Regions from separate parts of the Mus musculus genome. Here region 1 is linked to region 2. The links are chromatin contacts, called in public Hi-C maps. All regions are on one chromosome and are shown on one strand. The core of a region is the stretch at or near the end of the contact, and the rest is flanking DNA. Distances in the headings are between cores, read along the strand shown. Region 1 overlaps D5Ertd615e (DNA segment, Chr 5, ERATO Doi 615, expressed). Region 2 overlaps D5Ertd615e (DNA segment, Chr 5, ERATO Doi 615, expressed).

What was found. Hi-C and Micro-C count contacts between places; a contact is called where the count stands out from the background.
Region 1: a contact with region 2 is called in a Hi-C map of cortical neurons, with 3 times the contacts expected there. The contact joins two enhancer-like sites. A contact is called at or near these places in 3 of 484 Hi-C or Micro-C datasets (cortical neurons and embryonic stem cells) and 2 of 115 datasets of contacts at active chromatin or transcription factors (a beta-TC-6 cell line and embryonic limb bud).

What each region holds. Positions count from the first base shown.
Region 1 is chr5:45,269,541-45,272,571 of GRCm38.p6, reverse strand. The region is part of intron 4 of D5Ertd615e (DNA segment, Chr 5, ERATO Doi 615, expressed); the gene reads left to right. Among named protein-coding and RNA genes, the nearest start is that of Gm46912, 110 kb to the right of the region's middle. Within about 2 kb of position 1,696, at least 2 of the 459 cell types and tissues checked have an H3K27ac peak or open chromatin away from gene starts, as enhancers often do. A contact at or near this core is called in cortical neurons, where this site is marked.
Region 2 is chr5:45,061,069-45,064,390 of GRCm38.p6, reverse strand. All of the region lies in intron 5 of D5Ertd615e (DNA segment, Chr 5, ERATO Doi 615, expressed), which reads left to right. Among named protein-coding and RNA genes, the nearest start is that of 4930431F12Rik, 97 kb to the right of the region's middle. Within about 2 kb of position 1,725, at least 6 of the 459 cell types and tissues checked have an H3K27ac peak or open chromatin away from gene starts, as enhancers often do. A contact at or near this core is called in cortical neurons, where this site is marked.

The DNA of each region.
Region 1 (3,031 bases), core at 447-2,946, 210 kb before region 2:
GGTTTCTCTGTGTAGCCCCGACTGTCCTGGAACTCACTTTGTAGACCAGGCTGGCCTCCAACTCAGAAATCCGCCTGCCTCTGCCTCCCGAGTGCTAGGATTAAAGGCATGCGCCACCACCGCCCGGCTGATTTTCTTCTTTCATGGTATCATATTGTTTCTTGTCATGCCGCTTAAGCAATCTATAATCCTGTTTAATTTAATACCACACACACACACACACACACACACACACACACACACACACACACACACGTACACACACACACCCTTCTTTGTCTTTCAAAGAATGAGAGAGGAGAGTCAGGACTTTATCGGGCTTGCTCAGTCCTTCACTTCAGTGTATGGCACAGAATATATTTAGTAAATATATGTCAAGTAAATGAATGACTGAACTTATGGAATGCCTAGTGTGGTCCTTCTTGTCATAGGATTTACAGTTTCTATAGGGTGGAGGTGATGAGGAATACATTTTAAGAGTCATAACAGTAGAGAGGAGGAGTAAACACAATGTTTGAAGAGCAAAGGAAGGTCTAGCATTTAGTGCCAGGAGGAATTTCTATAGCATGTGGCAGTCAGAAGGCTAAACTATACATGAGAGAGACAGCCAAGCTGAAGGAGGAACCAGGTGAGGAATTGGGGGTTGGAATTTTAGCAAAAGATACTGAGGAATAATCCCTAAATAATAATGGCATCCATTTAGGAATAAGAAGGTACTACTGCAAAACAGAAATGCACATGGCATGGCCACCAAGGGCACCATTAGCCACATTCGGTAAAGACTGGAGGAGATGGGCACTTTAAGGAGATTAGAGGGATCCAGTAGAAAATTATATATCAACACCCCTTAGCCAGAAATATTAATATCAGGAGTATCTCAGAATCCGTTGTAAACTGGCATCGGTCAGGGGCTGAAATGATAGCTGTCAGTAGACATCCTGATGGTGTTCTGTGAAAGGTTGTGGTATCTGTGTACACGGCTGTGGTCCCAGCTGAGTCCCCTGTGATTTTTTTCTTGCTAAAATATACATGAGTGAGGGCTTCTTTCTCAGTGCCTCCTGGCTGTACATGCTTTTATTAAGGTTTGCCACAAGGAACTTTATTTTGACACTGAAACCTCTCACAGGAGAGAAGAGGCCAAGAAGGCAGGAGGATGGAGATGCAGGAAGGAGCCTCTGTTTGGTTTCTTTCAAACCCACACCAGCAGAGGGGCTAGGAGAAGCGATGTGGGATGTTGAACCCCAGTGATGTCAGACCTCTCCTTCAGAGATTTCATTCTTCACCGCAAGGCAGCCCTGTCACCCTCACTGTCCCTGAGGCCTCCTATGGGTCCCTGTTGATTCCTGGCATATATTCCTGGCTTACATACATTGAGGAGAGCCAGGTTTTTAGTCAGGTTGCATGGCTTTGCTTGCTCAGGAGCCCTGGGGCCTCCCGCTGTCTATGTTAAAGGTTCCTCACATTCATCTCAGGAGATAATGCACCCATTGCTGTTATTTTCATGATACCATTTGTTCTACATGCTAACGAGCTTTTGCTAGCTCTCAGCCTGGTCCTTGAACTTGTCTTTTATTTGTCCCACATCTTCAGATTACAACCATTCTCCTAACTATTGCTTTCTTTCCTGCCCTATGCATACACTCTTGTATCTGCCAAGGAATTTTTCACACCCCCCATGTATATATGCATATTACTTAAGAGTGCCAAGCAGAAAACAACATCCCATGTGATAAGACTGACAGGGCAGAGGAACACGCTTGGCTCGTTCTGGGAGGTGATGAACATTTGTTTTTAGGATTTATGTTTCTTTTGTGCCTTGTGTCTCCAGGCAGTTTGAATGACTGAGAATTTTGTTTTTAGAGTGAGTTTTCAGTGTGATTTTTAACAGGGTCTGAGCATTGGTCCCTTTTCTTCACATCTTCAGATTATAGGAAAAGGGCAACTAGAATAGTATAGTATTCATTTGAGCCTTGGGATTCTGTGTAAGTCACTTCACTGGCCAGGTTTCAGTTTCTCCTCTGTAAAATGTGCCCAAAGGTGGTCTGAGAACTTACTAATGTTAGCCGCCACCACCACAACCACCACCACCACCACCATCACCACCACCACCACCACCACCACCCGCATCCCTATCGGAAATACTTGGAAACAGAGATATTTGGGAATTTTGAATTTTTTGCTGTTGGATTTTAGGATGCATATATATACAATCTTGAGGATGGAACCCAAACTTGAACACAAACTTCACTTAGGTATCATATGTACCTTATAGCAACCTGAAAAGCACTTTGTCTACTCTTTGTTTAGTGTACCTGTGTTTTAGCTGTGTGGCATCATATGTTCAGCTGTAGAATGTTTCTTCCCCTTGGCACTCAAGTTTCAGGTGTTAGAACACTTGAATTTTAGACTTTTGGGTTGAGACATGTACAGCCTACACTTCTTTTAAAAATATAAATTTATGTATTAATTTATTTCTCTATATATGGGTGTTTTGCTTGCACTCATGTCTGAATACCATGTGAGTGCCTGATGCCCCTGGAGGCCAGAAGAAGGTGTTGGATAGCCTGAGGCTAGAGTTTCAGGTAGTTGTGAGCTGCCATGTAAGTTCTTGGAACTGAACCTGGGTTCAAGAAGAACAGCCATTGCTTATAACTGCAGAGCCATCTCTCCAGCCCCAGCCTATAACTTCTTGTGGCCCTAGTGAGTGGGTTTCATTTTTTCTCTTTTCTTTTTCCCTTTTTAAAATTGGATATTTTCTTTATTTACATTTCAAATGTTATTCCCTTTCTTGGTTCCCCTGCCCTGCTCCCGGAAACCCCCTATCCCATTGTCCCTTCTCCTGCTTCTATGAGGGTGTTCCCTCACCCAACCACCCACTCCCACCTCCCTGACCTCAAATTCCCCTACACTGGGGCATCGAGCCTTTTTAGGACCAAGGGCCTCTCCTCCCATTGAGGTCCGACAAGGCCATCCTCAGCTACATATGCGGCTGGAGCCATGGGTCCCTCCATGTGTACTCCTTGGTTGATGG
Region 2 (3,322 bases), core at 476-2,975:
TCTGTCTTCGCTCATCCCTCCACACTCAGATTACAGGCTTGTACTGCTTTGCCTGACCTATTTTAGCACTGTTGCTGGGGAGTCAAACTTAAGCCCTCAAGTGCAAATGGGCACTTCATTGACCAAACCATCTCCCCAGTGCCCCATGAGAACTTAATAACTTCTAAGGGCAGCAGTACCAATGAACCACCTTCAACCCCTTACCACGTTGATCTCTCTCTCTCTTTTTTTTATAGATAATTTTTTTAAATTAGGTATTTTCCTCGTTTACATTTCCAATGCTATCCCAAAAGTCCCCCATACCCACCCACCCCCAATCCCCTACCCACCCACTCCCCCTTTTTGGCCCTGGCGTTCCCCTGTACTGGGGCATATAAAGTTTGCAAGTCCAAAGGGCCTCTCTTTCCAGTGATGGCTCACTAGGCCATCTTTTGATACATATGCAAAATATACAACCACATTGTTACACATGAGGCCAAGACTCTAGCACATGAATCCTTGCAGAGCAAACCCTACACAGGGGACAAAGTACACCCAAACTACAGCAGGTATAGCCTGTGTACTCAAGGAGCTACAAATAATAGGGCTTACTGAAGGGAAAAGGTACATGTGGATGGCTGTAGGAGAAATAAGCAAGAACCAAATGAAAAGGCCTTATAGGGTAGAACTATGAATATTCTTTCGTAGAGACAACTCTACATACACAGGCAGGGTTGATTTCTGAGTGTATATGAGTATGTGTTTGTGTGTGTGTGTGTGTGTGTGTGTGTGTGTGTGTGTGCACATGTGTGCATGCTGGCTTAGGAGCAGTAGATCAGTTCTGAGTTGGTCACTATCATCCAAGTAAAAAATATTAATGGTTGGGTAACCATGACTAATGAAGTCTCTGAATTATGGGCATATGTACATAAAATAGTTGGATGTAGAAACCACACACACACACACACACACACACACACACACACACACATCCATATATATGTCAGCATATTCCCGGACCCTGGACTCTATAGATTATAAAAATGGGGGCTGGTGCTAAACGTGAATGCATAAGTGTCATCAGGTAAACCAGGTTGCAAGGGTGCAAGGGCAGTCAATCCTCCTACATTCTTGGGGATGGACTTTCTTGTTCTTCTGAAAGGCATTGTGGCTGTTGGTTCTGTTCTCTATTGCCTATGGAGATCATTTAAAGACCAGGTACTGAAAGACTTTTGGCTGGGAAAGGGTTTCGGTTGTAGGAAACCATTGGCCACTGTCTTAGTCAGGGTTTCTATTCCTACACAAACATCATGACCAAGAAGCAGTTGGGGAGGAAAGGGTTTATTCAGCTTACACTTCCACATTGCTGTTTATCACCAGACTGGAACTCAAGCAGGTCAGGAAGCAGGAGCTGATGCAGAGGCCAAGGAGGGATATTCTTTACTCACTTGCTTCCAGTGGCTTGCTCAGCCTGCTCTCTTATAGAACTAAGGCCCAGAGATGGCACCACCCACAAGGGGACCCCTCCCCATCACTAATTGAGAAAATGCTTTGCAGCTGGATCTCGTGGAGGCACTTCCCCAACTGCAGCTCCTTTCTCTGTGATAACTCCAGCCTGTGCCAAGTTGACACAAAACCAGCCGGTACAGCCAGAGAACCAGACCTACAGGATACCTCTAGATGAGATCCTTTCTCTTAGAAAGGAGTTTCTAATTCCTCCTTTGAGCTGTCACTGCCTACATATTTAATTTCCTTTTGGGGGGTGGGTGCAGCAGCCATCTGGCCTGCTAACAAAAGGTTTCTAACTGATTATGCAAAGTGTTCAGAGTTAAAACTTGAACAGATGTGAATTTTTCCTTCTTTAAAATAAGAAGAAAATTGAAGTGAACAGGTTTTTTCCTTCCTTCCTTCCTTCCTTCCTTCCTTCCTTCCTTCCTTCCTTCCTTCCTTCCTTCCTTCTTTCCTTCCTTCTCCTTCCTTCCTTCCTTCCCTCCTCCCTCCTTCCCTCCCTCCCTCCCTCCCTCCCTCCCTCCCTTCCTTCCTTCCTTCCTTCCTTCCTTCCTTCCTTCCTTCCTTCCTTCCTTTTTTCCTGCTTCCTTCCATTTCTCTCTCTCTCTCTCTCTCTCTCTCTCTCTCAGAAATAATAAATTTCATCATGACAGTGTATTTCAGAGAAGTATTTCTGAATAATTTTAACATGCAGAACTTCAGACAAAGAACTTAGGTTAGCATGGAGGCTGATAAGAAGAAAGAATAAGAAGAAATTTTATATTAGGTTATGATTAATTTGAGAAGAGGACAAGAAACAGGCCATATGGGCAGTAGGGGACCATATATGCTAATCTTCTTTAGCATATATGGTCCCCTACAAACCAACAATTACCCCAACAGCACACTGACTAATCTTTGGAGTATACTCAAAACAGACTGGTAGCAGAAAATAGAAATCAGAATTGAATCAGAATTCACCATATGGAATCCTCCTGTGCACCCATCATGTGTGTCCAGCAAAGCCAACAGCTAAAGCAAATCAACCAAGTCCAGTAACAGGAATTCATGATGAAGGAAGAAGTCTGGGGTGTTCTTGCAACCACTGTGTTTATGTCAGCACAGTGAATACTGGTTGTAAGGTGCAAAGAAGAGGACATGTGACAACCCCTTAGAAGTAAGAGATGTCACCAGAAATCCTAGCAATGCATATATATATATATGCAGTAGCTTCCTTCAGAGGATGTCTTTGATGAAAACAATGACCATGACTGTCTGAGCTAAGAGTTGTTCTGTCCAGACTAACCCAAGAGTTGTTCTGTCCTAGTCAGTCAGAGTGGGGGGGGGGGGTGCAATGAAGCATGGCCAGTCTACAAATAAATTATAGGAAAAAAATAAAGAAAAGATTCAAAATGCAGATAGGATATCCAATCAAGAAGACAACACAAGAACAGGAAGCAATCCTGAGCAAGTGTTTTTAGGGGTTGCACAGCCCAGTTAATGAGAATTCAATATACAATGAATAGGCCCAACGATGAGAGAATTAAGAAAAATAGAACATCACCCAAGGGAACATAACACCCCAGAGGGGAAAATGGTAGGATAAAATATTTTCATTGAAGATTTAAACACAAAGTTCAAACAGGACCAAACATTACTGAAAGGTCAGTTACAGAAGAGGTACAGAGGCTTGTAACAGCACCGTGAATACTGGTTGCATGTGCAAAGCATGCAAACAGATAGGAGGGGATAGGGAAGGCAGACAGAGAAAGATTATTCAAAGTTCAGTTCATCTGGCAAACATTGAGAATCATACCCATGAGTCCAAGTCCTCAGATTACTGTATAGATGGGCA